2 separate regions of the Mus musculus genome follow, and region 2 is linked to region 1. Evidence: chromatin contacts called from public Hi-C data. All regions are on one chromosome and are shown on one strand. Each heading gives the region's core, a stretch centred on a gene start, on an enhancer-like site or on the middle of the called end of the contact. The rest is flanking DNA. Distances are from core to core; before and after follow the strand shown.

Region 1 (7,600 bases), core at 3,497-5,996:
TGTCTGGCCTCAGCTGCTCTCTGTGATCCATTTAATGTCAGTCACATCTTTGCCATCAAAACCAGTGCCAGGCGGATAATGCTTATGATACCATCAACTTGTGTGGCCAGCTTGAGATAGAGTCTGACCCACTCAGACCATAGCTGTAGCCATTTCCTGGCGTTGGTCCTGGAGTTCTCAGGGAGTTACTATTGAGGAGCCAAGAGCCCCTTCAATTTAGGCTTTCTTCCTTGAGACGAATTCAGACCCCTGAAAGATGGAGCCTCGGATGGGTTGGGGCCTTGCCCTCAGACATCCTTCCCAGTACCACTTGAGGTTCCCTTCAGCCATGCTGATTACTGCACCAGCCAGAACACTCTCTCATATTGGAATTCCCTCTGCCAAACAAAGGTGTCCCATCTCTAAATTTTGCTTAATTCAGAGACTCGGGTCTTAGAATAAATCCAGGTTCTTGGTCAGAGTGTTGTGCAAATGGGTTCTGTCTCTGTCCCTGACCAAGTTCTTTTCCCAGCTGGACTCAGGGTTGGATGTCCATAACCGACCCTTCTCCTTCACAAAATAAGTTCCAAAGCCTTAAAAGCCAAACAACAGCTTGTCATAGCAATGACTCCACTCCCTGGGAACCAGTCTCTAGCTACGTTTCACTCTGTGACAAAAAACCCCAACAAAAAGCAACTCTGGGGAGAAAGGGTTCATTTGGTTTCTAGTTCTAGATTACAGCTCATCATTGCAGGGAAGCCAAGGCAGGACCTCAAAGCAGACAGTCCCATCCACAGTCAGGAACAGAGAGAGGATTCATGCTGCGTGCACGCCCACTGTGCTCAAGTCCACTTTGCACTCACACAGCCTGGGACCCAAACCCAGAAAGTGAGTGGTAGCTTCCACAATGCATGACACTTCTGACCTCAGTTACGTCGATCAAGATAGCTTCTACCATATGATGGTTTAAGGTCTGCTGAAGTTTGGTCTTGTTGTCTATTGTAATGCTGAGTGTGAACCCCCAAAATCTGGAGTCTGCACACAGACCCCAGTGATGTATGCGACCCTGCCCCAAGTGATTTCTGGTTGGAAAAAAGATGCCAACAGCCAATAGCTGGGTAGAAGAGACATAGATGGGGTTCCCTTCCCAAGGCTTGGGGCTGGGGGAGAAGACAAGAAGGAGGAGGAGGAGGAGGAGGAGGAGGAGGAGGAGGAGGAGGAGGAGGAAGAGGAGGAGGAAGAAGAAGGTAGTGCAGGAGAAAGAAGAGCCAAGGATTAGCTGAGTCATAAACCCTGGCCCTGAGGGCTGGCCAAGTGGAGTTAAGAGCAGCCCAGATGAAACATGGTAAGCAGTAATAATTCAGGTTATAGATAGGAAAGTAGATTCTAATAGCATAGAAGGTAGGCAACTGTCCATCTCTTGTGCTGTTTAAGGCTTATTGTAAATATAAAGGCAGTGTGTGTCTGTTTCTTTTATCTGGGAACTAATGGGTTAAATGCAGGGTAGAAACTCCGGGTTGGGATTAAATAATTTCTTTCTCTCTTTCTTTTCTTTTCTTTTTTTTTTTTTTTTGTTTTTTGTTTTTTGTTTTTTTGAGACAGGGTTTCTCTGTATAGCCCTGGCTGTCCTGGGACTACTCTGTAGACCAGGCTGGCCTCAAACTCAGAAATCCACCTGCCTCTGCCTCCCAAGTGCTGGGATTAAAGGCATGCGCCACCACTGCCCGGCAATAAGTTCTGCAACAAAGGTCTTTCACCGTTTCTACCATATGTGTAAAAGCAGCACACATTCAGTGAAAAACCCTCATTCCTTAAGCCACATTTATCTCCCTTAAAGTGCCCTCATGGTTATATAGATGCATACTAGTTACTATTTATGCAACTGGTTATGAACACTGGACGTGCCAACACTTCCTAGTACCTGTGTACCTGAGGGCAAGGCTGTTATCTCCTAAAAGCTGAGATTAGGGGCACGCCCATCACACCTGGTCGTGCCTGGCTGGGTGTTGCCTCTGGGCTGTTTAAAGTTTGGATCAGGAGCTCAACCGTTCTGGCTGTTCTTCTAGAGGTCCTGAGTTCATTCCCAGCAACCTCTTGGTGGCTCATGACCTTCTGAAACGGGATCTGATGCCCTCTTCTGGCAGGTAGACAGAGCACACCTACATTTAAACAAAGAAAGGTTCAAAGTTTGAGTCAGGCCCCTATGGACAATCTTGGGTTTCTCACCTGTAAAGTGGAGATGGAAACCATTGCGTTGTGGAGTGACACGCAGGAGAAACTTTCACTCATTTTAGCAAATGTCCCGAGAGCACCTGCCCTGGGCCAGATTCGGTTTCCTGCTACTTCTTTTAAGACCCGGTTTCTAAGTAGGAATTGTAACGTTTGGACAGAACCCTAGACATTTGGGTTAACGTTTAGGTTTCCATCTGCAGTTGTGTGGGAGTTTGAATGAAAATGGCCCCAGAGGCTCCTAGGGACTCGTACTATTGAGAGGTGTGGCCTTGGTGGAGTAGGCGTGGCCTCCCTGGAGGAGGTGTGTTACTTGGGGGCGGGGGGGGGGCGGGGGAGGCGGGGGGGGGCGGGGGGGCTTTGAGATGTCAGAAGCTCCATCCAGTCTTAGTGGCTCACCATCTCTTCCCGTTGCCTACGGATCCAGATGTAGACCTCTCACCTCCTCCTCCTCCTCCTCCTCCTCGTCCTCCTCCTCCTCCTCCTCCTCCTCGTCCTCCTCCTCCTCCTCCTCCTCCTCCTCCTCCTCCTCCTCCTCCTCCTCCTCCTCCTCCTCCTCCTCCTCCTCCTCCTCCAGCACCGTGTCTGTCCGCATGCTGCCTGTCATGATGATAATGGACTAAACTTCCGAATTGGAACTGGAGTTACAGGTGGTCGTGAATTGCCTTATGTGAATGCTGAGAACTGAACTCTCATCCTCCGCCAGCCTTGACCACTGAGCCATCCCTCCAGCTCCTGAAAAAAAAAATGTTTTGGTCTCTGTGTGCCTTGTGGAAAGTAGCTTAGGCTTTTGGAAGGAAAGTTTTTACAGCAGCTAGCACTTTCTGACGTTTCTACCCGGAGAAGTTCTAGTTTCATATTTCGTAATGACTCCAATGTAAGGTTCTCGAAAACGAGGTCACATCCTCCGTTGTGTTTCGCTTTACCTAGCAAGCACCATTGTCCTGGGTATGCAAACCCTCAAACCCTCAAGCTTCAAAACGTGAATGTACTTGAATACCCGTGGAGAAGCAGCGCCATCTTCTGGTCTGAAGGAATACTGCAGCACAGAGCCGGAGAGGTTTGGTTGACCTGAGCCGCAGGTGGCAAGGCCATGCTGGAACCAGAACTCTTGTGTTAAAAACCACTCCCAGAGCCTGGAAAATTATGCTCTCCTGAACGCTCTGTTTTGGCTTTTAAACCACAGTCTTAAGCGGATGTGCAGCTAGGAAAAGCCATTTTGTCTAGGCTTTTGCAAGGGTGGAAATGTAACTTATTGAATGTGTTATTTGCTGAGCACTGCATCTGTATTTTTACTTTATGTGTGTGCATGTGGAGGTCAGAGGTTAACCTCTGGGGTTATCTTCAAGAAACGTCCACTGTGATTTTTTAAAAAGATGTACTTATTTTATTTATAGGAGTACACTGTAGTTGTCTTCAGATACACCAGAAGAGGTCATTGGATCCCATCACAGATGGTTGTGAGCCACCATGTGGTTTCTGGGAATTGAACTTAGGACCTCTGGAAGAGCAGTCAGTGCTCTTAACCACTGAGCCATCTCTACGGTCCGTCCACTGTGATTTTTGAGACAAGATCTTTCACTGGCCTGGAGCTCTCCTGACGAGGTTTGCCTGGTGCTGGGGTTACAAACCCAAGTCACCATGTCCCATTTTTTATTAACGTGGATCCTGAGGAGTGAACTCAGGTCCCCCCTTACTCACTTATCTGGTAACAGTCTGGTCCTTCCAGGCCTTGCTTTCATTAGGCAGGCTTGGAAGGATACTCACCCTCACTCTTATTTCTGGCTCTAGGCAGGAAATACGTGGCTATGGCTCTCTCGCCTTTCTCGGGCGTCAGATAGTTTTGTTACACACATGTACTGATCAATGTCCTGTTGAATACCAGAGCGGAGGCCCTGCACACCTCTGGGGCTTGCTCTCTACGTGGCACTCAGCTCTCCAGCAGTTGGCCACCTTGGTTGGTCCTCTGGCCTCTGTTTAACTCTCCAGAGCTCAGTAATCCTTGGCTTCCTTAGCTGCCCCTCATCCGCACCTAGGCAGGACGGTGGGACTCTCATTGTTTATTTTCCTGTCTCTCAGTTGTGGTCATCCGTTAGCCTTCCCCGCAGTGCCCAGATTCTTGCCTTGTTATTTTGATTGCTCGACAAGAAGATAAGGCTGTTGGCGACTCTTCATCTTGTGTGGAAGTCTGAACCTATCAACGGGATCTTACCGTATACCTTACACCAGCAGCTGTTCCCTCTGTTTCTGAGGTTGGCCTGAGGCGAGGGAGGTCTGCTGGGGAGGCACCAGTCTGCAGACTGCTGAGTTTGCTGGCTGTTGATTGGAGCGGCCTAGGTAACTGGGCCACGTGTCTCTCATCAGCTGGCGGACCAGCCTGGGCTTGCTTCTAGGAGCACGCACTCCTAAGAAGCCAGCTGTCATCGTTCTTCAAGGCTGTTCTAGAAACATTTTACTCTTTGCTAGTGCAAGCCACCACCTCAAGGGCAGGATGAGAAACAGACCAACGGTGGTGGGAGGAGCCTCTGTGATGGGAGGAGTCTCATAGTCATGCGGGACTGCACAGATGCCGGAAGGGGCGGGGATGTACAGCCAAGTTATCTTTTATAGACATTATCATTATTTTAATCCTTGCAGCAAACCAGGGTATAGATCTTGTCATTGATACTTTACAGACATTAAGAGCTCACAATGGGAGGCAGAGCCAGGTTTTGAACTAGGGTCTTCCTGCCTCTGCCCCGTCTCTAGCCGTTGTATCACATACTTGGTGTGCAGTGTGTGTAGTTCTGACTACAGGTAGATGTATTCAGCACCAGGAATAGACCATTCCCTACCGTGGTCCCCGTTGCAGGATGCTTACCACAGCTTTGAATTCTTCCTAACACTCCCACAGCCTCTCCAAGCAAACACAAGACCCTGTCCCTGGGGGTTCCTTCCCCTTAGGGCCTTTGGGGCTCAGGGACACTCTAAGGGAGGCATTTTGTGTAGAGAACCAGGTGCTGATCATCTGTGTCTCCAGCTAGCCTGTGCCTCAGGTGATAAGTCAGGCAATCCTCCCTCTCTGTGCCTGGATAGTTCCAGAAGCCTCAATGGCTCCCTGGTGTCCCCTCCAACTCCTCATATAGAATTTGTCATGTTTGACTAAACTGCTCTCTTTCCCATGGGCTTCTGCAGGGCCTCTCTCTGTCTCCCTCCCAGTTTCTCTCTCTCTCTGCCTCTGTCTCAGTCTCTGTCTGTCTGTTTCCTTTCTCTCATTTCCTGGCACACAGCTCTGTATCATCTCACTTAACCCACTTCCCCATGTGATTTCTCACCACCCAGACCCATTTCCTCCCTAATTTAATCAAGAGATTAAAGCCACACTGTTTTTCTCTTCTGAGTGTGGCTAATGAGCTGCCTCTGTCTCCAATCCTGATCTATCGTGGCCCCTCCCACCCTCTCTCGAGTGTCCATGCGTTGCCTGATCACTATTTTGTAGTTTTGTTTGACTCAAAACATCTAGAGCAAGCAGGCCCAGCTGGGGTCCAGTGAGGAGCCCAGAGAGACAGTGTAAGTGATCCACAGCCCAGGATTGCAGCTTTCCTGCAGAGGTCAAGGGCAGCCTGGTCTACATAGTGAGTTCCAGGCCAGCAGTGCTACGTACGTACCAAGACAGGGAGATCCTGTCTCAAAAGACTCCAAAGAAAAACAAACAGAAAGACAAAGTAAATGAGAGTTTCAGGAATCTGGGGGCCTGAAATCTTAGATCGAAGGATGACCTTGGACAGCAGAAAGTTCAGGCACTTTGGGAGATGAGTGTCTTTAGACTGTCCCTTCGGTCCCTATCCTCAAAGGCACCTCCTTTTGCCTTGTGTCTAGCTGGTTCAGGGAGATGGGCTCCATCAGTAACTAACTATAAGACGGCTTCCCAGGGAGAGCGGAGACAGAGACAGTGGGAAGCCACCAGCCAGCTCTCCACAAGGCAGAGTCCTGCTCCTCCTTCAGATAAGCTGTGAGGTGCTTTGTCTCTGTCACTGTCTATCCATGCTGTGGTCTCCAGTTAAGGTCTAGAGACTGTGGCATTGTCACTAAAGCTTTGGGAGAGAAGACAGGTCTTTTGTCTATGTGATATTTTTGTCCTAGAGCAGGCCACAGAGACTCCCTTCAGCTGTGGTGGTTTGAATACGTGTTTGAATGCTTGCCCATAGGGGCTAGCACTATTAGAAGGTGTGGCCTTGTTGGAGGAAGTGTGTCACTGTTGGGGCAGGCTTTGAAGTCTTAGATACTCATGCTAGGCTTAGTGTGGCATTCACTTCTGCTGCCTATGGATTAAGATGTAGAACTCTCAGGTACCTCTCTAGCACCATGCCTGCCTGCACGCTGCCATGCTTCCCACCATGGTGACAATGGACTGGACCTCTGAAACTGTAAACCAACTTCAATATAAAGGTTCATTTTATTTATTTATTTATTTATTTATTTATTTATTTATTTATTTTGTGTTTTTTTTTTTTTTTTTTTTTTTTTTTTTTTTGAGACAGGGTTTCTCTGTGTAGCCCTGGCTATCCTGGAACTCACTCTGTAGACCAGGCTGGCCTTGAACTCAGAAATCTGCCTGCCTCTGCCTCCCAAGTGCTGGGATTAAAGGTGTACGGCATGGTTCATTTTATAAGAGTTACCCTGGTTATGCAATATCACAGCAATAAAACCTAATAAAAGACAGAAATTCAGGAGCTGGAGAGGTGGCTCAGCGGTTGAGAGCACTGACTGCTCTTCCAGAGGTCCTGAGTTCAATCCCCAGCAACCACATGGTGGCTCACAACCATCTGTAATGGGATCTGATGTCCTCTTCTGGTGTTGTCTGAAGACAGCTACAGTGTACTCACATACGTAAAATAAATAAATAAATAAATCTTTTTTTTTTTTAAAGGCAGAAATTGGTTCTAGAAGTGAGGTATTGCTGTGATAGGCTTGATAGTGCGTTTGTTTGGAGGAATGTGGACTTTGGGACTTTGGACTAGGAAAGCAGTGGAATGCTTTAAACGGGGCTTACTGGGCCATCCCAGCAGGAATATGGAAGATACTGGTGCTGATGGAGATTTGAACTACCGGAGCCTGGTGTGAGAGGTTTCAGAGGGGAAGAATATTAATATGTGGCTGAGAAACTATTCCTGTGATATTTTGGCAAAGAATGTGGCTGCTTTCTACCCTTGTCCACCTTTTAGTCTGCCTGAGGCTTAAGTGAAGAGTTTTGGATTAATTGCATCACCAGAGGAAAACTCAAAAAAGCAAAGTATTGACTGTGTCATGTGGTTATCAGTGCTCATTCTGATGAGGATCTATAATAAAAAGGAGTCAACTGAACAAAAAAAGATTAAAAATGTACAATCTAAGGAGAAAAGGGGCCCCCGGG
Region 2 (7,600 bases), core at 3,594-6,093, 460 kb before region 1:
TCATACAAGCTAAAGTCATTTGGGAAGAGGGGACTGAAATGGAAAAAATGCCCTCCACTAGACTGTCCTGTTGACAAGCCTATGATACTTTGTTTATTTATTTGTTTATTTATTTATTTTAATTAAAGAATGATAGGTGTGGGAAGGCCCAGCCCACTGTGGGTGTTGTCACCCATGGGCAGATGGTTCTGGGGTTGGGTGTATAAGAATGCAAACCATAAGCAGTCTCCCGCCATGGCCTCTGCATTAGTTCCTGCCTGGCCTCTTAGACGATGGCCTACAAGCTGTAAACTGAAATAAACCCTTCCCTCCCCCAGTTGCTTTTGAATTTTGTATCACAGCAGTGGAAACTCTCAGACATTCTGTTCCTGGATGTCTGCTCATGGCGGACTTGATATTAGAAAAGAAAATCCACTTGCAAGGAAAAGAGACAGACTAGAGATCATCTTCCAAAGCCAGTCATCCTGCTGGAGGCTGCACTGATGAGGAGTTGGGTAGGGTGGTGAGCCAGGCTGGCAAGAGCTCATATACATCACGTAGGGGCCCTTTCAGCCGTGGGGGCAGAGCTGGATCTTCTCCATCTTAACCTGAGAGCCCAGGCAAGTTTCTTCCACATCATAGATGCCCAATTAATGTTTATTTATAGGAATAAACACACTTCATCTTTTCTAAGGCCAGAATGAGCATTTTTTATATAATCGGGTTACAGCCGGTGTTTATACTGCAGAGAGATAAACAGATGCGGGTTGGGCAGCCTGAGAGGACAGTGATGGTTAACACGATGCCCCGAGTTTCAGCAGAATCAGTTTTCTTGAAGCATTGTGCTTGGTGGATCTGCCAAAAGAGCCTCAGGGACTGTGTAAGGTGATGTCCAGTTAAGTGTCTGCTTCTCCATATTGCTCAGGTCTCATGGAGAGTGTCATCCCCCATTCCAGAAAATCCAGGTTAAGGGAGACAGTGGCACAGAAAACCACTTGAGACTGGTGACCAGGATAGTTACCAAAGACAGACTGAAAGAAGCCAGAGCAGACTAGAGGAAGGAGAAAGCCCTGGCAACATCGGGATCTTGAGAGAGCACCCCATGAGGGGACCCCAGAAATTGCTGCTTTGACTCTAGGTGGCTGTGAGTGAGGTGACCAAGACTGAGCCTAGGCATAAAGAATGTCCTCGGGCCTCAAAACGGGCCACTCTTCAGCAAGCCATCTTTGAAGAGTGGTGAGGGGGTTCTCATCTCTTTCCTTAGTAGTGTGCAGAAAAGAATAGAGCTCAGAACAGGGAGAGAGGTGGGACCAAGGGCAACCTTGCAGAGTCAGGGTAGATCTTGTGTTAGGAAAGCCCAACCTGGCTCCAACCATCTCAGTGTTTCAAGTGGATTTTTTATTAAAGATTTATTTATTATTATACATAAGTATACTGAGGCTGTCTTCAAACACACCAGAAGAGGGCATCCGATCGCATTTCAGATGGTTGTGAGCCACCATGTAGTTGCTGGGATTTGAACTCATGACCTCCAGAAGAGCAGTGCTCTTAACTGCTGAGCCATCTCTCCAACCCAGGATTTTTTTTTTAATGAAATTACATCTTTTAAGATTTGATCTCTGTAGTACTCACTTAGTTACCAAGTATTTACTGACATACTTGGTATGTGATATACAAGCAAGAGATAAGAACATAGCAAAAATATTCCCAATCTTGTGATACAGGAGTCCCCACCTGCTGGAGGTGTTTCAGAGACAGAAAACATCTTTCTGCCATCTTGGCATCTGTGGAGGCCTGCTGGGAACAGGACTTCTAAAAGCAAATCTGTCTGGAAGGCTGTGGTTGGTGCAAGGCCATTTTTGCTGGCTACAAGCGAGGTCTCTGAAACCAAAAAGAGCACACGGCTCTTCTTAAAATTGGAGGCGTTTCAGCCGGGCATGGTGGCGCACGCCTTTAATCCCAGCACTCGGGAGGCAGAGGCAGGCAGATTTCTGAGTTCAAGGCCAGCCTGGTCTACAAAGTGAGCTCCAGGACAGCCAGGGCTATACAGAGAAACCCTGTCTCGAAAAAAACAAACAAACAAACAAACAAACAAAAATTGGAGGCGTTTATGCCCGAGATGAAACTGAGTACTACTTGGGCAAGAGATGTGCTTAAGTGTATAGAAAGCAAAAAAAACAAAAAACAATACAGTGGCTCCTGCAGGCAAACCAAACAAAACCAGAGCGATCTGGGGAAAAATACCTCGGGCCCACGGAAGCAGTGGTACAGTTGGCACCAAATTCCGAAGCAACCTTCCTGCAGAGGCCATTGGACACAGAATCCTTGTGATGCTGTACCCATCCCAGATTTAAACTAATGGAGAGTAAATAAATAAAAGTAGATTTGTGCTCTTGTTAAAAAAAAAAGAAAAGAAAAAAGACAGAAAATGAAAGAGAGAACACGTACCTAAGAGTCAGAGTGTGCCGGGCAGGGGTGGCAGACGCCTTTAATCCCAGCTTTTGGGAGGCAGAGGCAGGCGGATTTCTGAATTCGAGGCCAGCCTGGTCTACAGAGTGAGTTCCAGGACAGCCAGGGCTACACAGAGAAACCCTGTCTAGAAAAAAAAAAAAAAAAGAAAAGAAAGAAAGAAAAAAATAGTCAGAGTGTAAGCCCAGAAGGAGAGTTGGATTTTTCTTGTGAAAGAGTTAAAGCCTAAACTGCTCAGAATCACATCTGGACATAGGGTGAGCAGCCTTCGGCCCTCCTTCACCATCAGTGAGTCTGCATCCTTAGCACCAGCCTCATCTTGGTCCTGTGGGGCTTCTGTCCCCTGCAGGTGCCTGGATCCTCCAGGGCCTCTTGGTGGTTTCTTTTCTACCTTCAAAAAAAAAAAAAAAAAAAAAAAAAAACAGCCAAGTGTTGGGCAAAGTGAAGCCCTGGCTTTCCTTGTAGCATCTCTGCTCCCCTGTCCAGAAATCCCATTATCTGGGAGACTAATTGCACAACTCCAGTCTGTCTGCCACTGAACTGTGGGCTGCTGTTCTTACAGCCCCACTTGGGGTCCCCACATCCATCGTCGGGGTGGGGGTGTAGAGATGAATATCTATATATTAAAGCTTTGCAAATCTATAAATCTGAGTTGATTCGCTGCTGGTGACAGCCCTGAGTTCTTTCTCACCACGTTTGACATGACCTAATGGGTTTACAGTTGTTTGAGTGCTTCTCTGAAGCAAACGAAAGCGCTTAGTTAGGGGACGCGTGAAATGGCATTGTTTGTTCAGGGCACCTCCGCAAAGCCGGAGGATCATTGATGCGTTATCCTCTCCTCGCTCCCATCACTCCCAGCGCCAGGATGCCACCGAGGGAGCCTCTGAATTGGATGTGGCAGCCTGGCCTTTCTGTGGGAGAGCTGCCGAAAGGCCAGGATTGGGTGCCATCCTCAACTGTGTTCATTTTACCAGAAAGCTCGGGGCTGATTGGAGAACAGAAGGGATGCCCAGGGGAGGTGAGAGAGAGGGCCTCACCAAGGTAGAGGAGTAACGAAGATTTGCTTGTAGCAAGACAAGAGTCAAAACAAGATAGACCCCTAATGAGAGCTTTGGGCATATCGTGCTGTGAGTTTTCAGGGGCCAGCAGCGTGGGCTGCTGTGTTTAGTTGGCACCAGACCAAGTCCTCTTTTTAATATCAAGTTTCATAAGCATGGAACAATAACAACTCATTAGAAACCCTCTGGGAATGGTGGGTGGGTATGGCTGCCTCTTTCCCTTCCCTCCCTTTTCTCTCTCCCCCTCCTCCCATAAGCCCGCCTCTTCAGCTCAGGTATATCATCATTCCCTTTGTAAGTAGAGAATGGCAGGGGAGGGGCCGGTGTCTGGGAACCGCGCATGTTGTTAATCTGTTATTAGGCATAAGTCTTACCACCAGGCTGGGTACTCAGATGCCTCATTGTGTGCTCGGGATGGAATTATGCATCATGAATAAAAACTGCTGTCAACATGCATTGGTTTGAAAACATTAGACCATATGGTATGTGATTATCTGTATTGTCAAGTGCAATAAAGTGAATTTGGATATAATAAAGAATGTAATATTTTAGAAATTTGGTAATAAACTAAGGGAAGGATGACAGCTGAGGTTCCTTAAGGCCCCAGACACAAATAAATTGAAGTTACTGGCCTCTAAGGCCAGGCAGGCCGAATGGCCACACCGTGGCTTAGCTGCATGCTGTGATTTTTCAAGTCAGGGAAAGCTCTGTTGTCCCCTGACTGACAGCTCTCAGGACTGTGGAACCGACCGATTCCTGTGGAAGATGGGAGGTGGTGGTGGCTCCTGGTAGAAGGTCAGGCCTTGCTGTCACACCTGGCCCTTAGGTATACCCTGCAGCCTGCTGGTGGCGTTGGCAGCTTCTCCCTACTAGTCAAGGGCAGTGCCATGCCAGCCATCAAGACATCCTGAGACCCATCTCCCCCTCTCTAATCTTCTCAGTTTGGTTGGAGAGGAAGGTGTCTCAATCTTGAGAACTATAAGTCACTCCCTGGGGAAGGTAGCCATTTTCTGGAACTCTTCTCCCACTGGGCCAAATGATGAAATAATTTCTTTAAGGCAGCGAGTGTGTCAGGGCAACAGATCTCCAGCGAGGGATGAAAGGGGCAGGGGCAGCGGAGGAAGAGGGCTGGGAACTGAGTCAAGCCCGAGTGTGCCAGCACATGTAACCCTTCTGTAACTGTACGGGCGCTCAGAGGAACCTTCCACCTGTGGACAAGAAAACAGAGGTTGCTGGTCTGTGAGTCTGAGATCTTTAACGCTCCTATAGCAGCTTCTCCCCTCACGGTAACCAAACACATGAAGGAAATGATGTAAGCGAAAATGATGTAAGCTGGGCAAGGTTGTTTTGACTCAGAATCAAAGGGATTCGTGGTCCCAGGGAGGATGTGCTGAGTCTAACTTAGTATAGGGTGGTGGGAGAGACTTGCTCCCATAACAGTGGGCAGAATTAAGATGACAGAGGTAGCTGGAGCTAGGGGCAGGTAACCTTTAGAGGTCCAGCCCTAGGAAGCCGCCAGGCCTTTACTCACTACAGACCCCATGGCTATCACAATAGGAACACAAGCTGTGGAGCAAGCGTTCAAATCAAAGCCTTTGGCAGCCATTTCAAATCCATACTATAAAGCCACCTCTGAACACAAAACCCAGGCTTCTGCCCCTTAGTTTCCTACAAATGGAAGAGCTAGCTAGCTCTTCGGCTGGGAGCATAGCTGTAGAGCACGTGCCTAGCGTGTTCAGTCCCCAGCGTGGGGCCAAGGGTAGGGGGAGGTGCTTTTGGCAATCACAGGCCCCCAAATAAAAACAAACATACAGAGGTAGAGAGATAGCACAATGGTCAGAGCACTGGTTGCTCTTCCAGAGGACCCAGGTTTGATTCCCAGCTCACGACCTTCTCTGTACCTCTGGTGCCAGGAGTTACACCGCCCTCTACTGTCCTCCGGGGTGCTTCACACACCCGGTATCCAGACATACATGCAGGCAAAACACACCCGAAATAAAAATAAGACATAACCAAAAAACCCCACATACAGAAGGCCCACAGCCAACTGTCTTCTCTGTCTTTTCCCTTGGGCCTGGCAGAAGCCAGTCTGTATTTACAGCTCTGTATTTGCTATTGCCTTTACATTTTGCTGTCCCCGTGGTAGTTGTCAAAGTCCCTGACTCTACTGTCCTCAGGGAAGAAAGCATTAATCTATTAGTGTTTTCCTGGCAGACTGCTTTTCTGTTTCTGACTCAGGGCTTCACCCAGACCCCTGACCCAAGTCCCAATTTCAGTGTTTGTCTTGGCCCCCAGCTTCCACAAACCCTAGATGGGGCCTGGATCCCATGCCTGGCCCTTTTCCCACCTCAGCCTGCCAGGGCTCTTCTAGCCTTGGCTTCCATGGCTCCCTTGTTTGTTGCCCAGTCAGGATGCCTGCTTCGTTATGAAAAGGGAAGAGTCTGAAGTGCTATCACTGGGTCAGGTTAAAGCAATTTGGATGGCTAGAACTGAGATAACATTTAGTCCCTTTCATGCCTAGACACCTGTGATTCCCAGGACAGGGCAGGCAGTGGCTTTGGGTCTAGTGACAGGTTTGTCACCCCAGGGGTACAGCCCATACCAACAGAGACAGCACCGATTGGTAGCTATAGGAGTTATTTTGGTGTTTGTATCTCGCTGTGTATAGCTCAGGCTGGAGTGGAATGGAGTGCTGTGTAGACCAGGCTGGTCCTGAGCTTACAAGAGATCCACCCACCTCTGCCTCTGGAATGCTGGGATTAAAGGCTTGTGCCACCGTACCCAGTGTACACCCAATTGTATGTGGCGCTGGGGAATCAAACCATAGGCTTTGTAATGTTGAGCAAGCACTCTACCAGCTGAGCTACATCTCCTAGCTGAGGTATTTTTCCAGGCTCAGCTAGCAGCCACTTCTTCTAAGCAGTGTCAGGTACCGAATCCTCATAAAGGAACGGCGGCCTCTCTCCAGTGTGATAACAGGAGCTCGCGTTATCATTTAATCCGTGCGCCAGCCCTGTGAGGTTGGCATCTTGATTCCTATTTCACAGGTGGGGAAGCAGGGTTAGGGAGGTTAATGGCTTGCCCCAAATCACACAGCCAGTGCACAGCACTACCAGATTTCTAGCACATTCTCAGATCTGAGACTCAGCTCTTCCAGTCCACAGCATCTCATCACCCTTCCTTAAAGAAATGCACTTTCTCTTCCGACCACCCCCTTCCTTCTTCACGGGCCTTTGGAACCAGGTCTCAGAAACATTTCCTTGAGTGAAAACAAGCCTGAGCCACTGTGTCAGCTTTCTTCCCAGCATCCTCAGGACCCACAGAAGGGCCGAGAGGGTCAGGACCAGAGAACAATTCTGCCCTTGCTCTAAAGACTCGGGGTTGCCCACTGACAGCCACCCCCACCCCACTGAAGAGCTGGTGAAACCGAACTGAAGGCTTCTAATGATCTGTGAATGTATTAATCCTACTTTCTGTTAATTAACAATATGATAAAGCCGGCATTTCGTAAGTCAGCGCTTAACACATGTTTTAGCAATTATGTACTTAGTGGTTTGGATTCAGAATGCTAATAGAATAAAATTTTAATGAAGATACAATGCTATGAAAAATTTATTGCAGATCAGAGTGCAGGTAGTGTTGCTGTTAGTGTGGTCGGGAGGTGGGGGAACACTCAGTTACAAGGGCATCCCTCCTCCCTCCAGTACTTCTGAATACTTGGTGTGGCTCAGCTCAGAGGGGCCAGGGATTCTGGGATAGACTGATTCTTGCCTCCTTTGAGTCTTTTATCTAAAGGCTTCTTCTTGGTTATGGCAGCTTGCCCCTCTCTGTAACTCCAGTTCCGTGGGATCTGATACCCTCTTCTGGTTTCCTTGGGCACCAGGCACACACATGGTGCACATGTGTACTTGCAGGCAAACACTCATATGCATGAAATAAAAGTAAATGAATCATTTTTTTAAAAGAGCATGTATCTCCCATCTATCTTACTTAATTTTCCATAAATATAATATACAGGTACTACTATGTTAATACAGCTCATATATTATTAGTCCTACCAAAATAGGAATTTAATAGGATACATTTGCAAAGAG

What was found. Hi-C and Micro-C count contacts between places; a contact is called where the count stands out from the background.
Region 2: a contact with region 1 is called in a Hi-C map of Th1 cells, with 2.7 times the contacts expected there. The contact joins two enhancer-like sites. A contact is called at or near these places in 2 of 484 Hi-C or Micro-C datasets (Th1 cells and pre-B cells) and 1 of 115 datasets of contacts at active chromatin or transcription factors (memory CD8 T cells).

The regions. Positions count from the first base shown.
Region 1 is chr11:87,963,442-87,971,041 of GRCm38.p6, reverse strand. No RefSeq gene overlaps it. Among named protein-coding and RNA genes, the nearest start is that of Dynll2, 20 kb to the left of the region's middle. RefSeq lists an enhancer at 4,437-5,481. Within about 2 kb of position 4,746, at least 82 of the 459 cell types and tissues checked have an H3K27ac peak or open chromatin away from gene starts, as enhancers often do. A contact at or near this core is called in Th1 cells and memory CD8 T cells, where this site is marked.
Region 2 is chr11:88,427,719-88,435,318 of GRCm38.p6, reverse strand. The region is part of intron 7 of Msi2 (musashi RNA-binding protein 2); the gene reads left to right. It also overlaps the pseudogene Gm11510. Among named protein-coding and RNA genes, the nearest start is that of Mir378b, 79 kb to the right of the region's middle. Within about 2 kb of position 4,843, at least 40 of the 459 cell types and tissues checked have an H3K27ac peak or open chromatin away from gene starts, as enhancers often do. A contact at or near this core is called in Th1 cells and memory CD8 T cells, where this site is marked.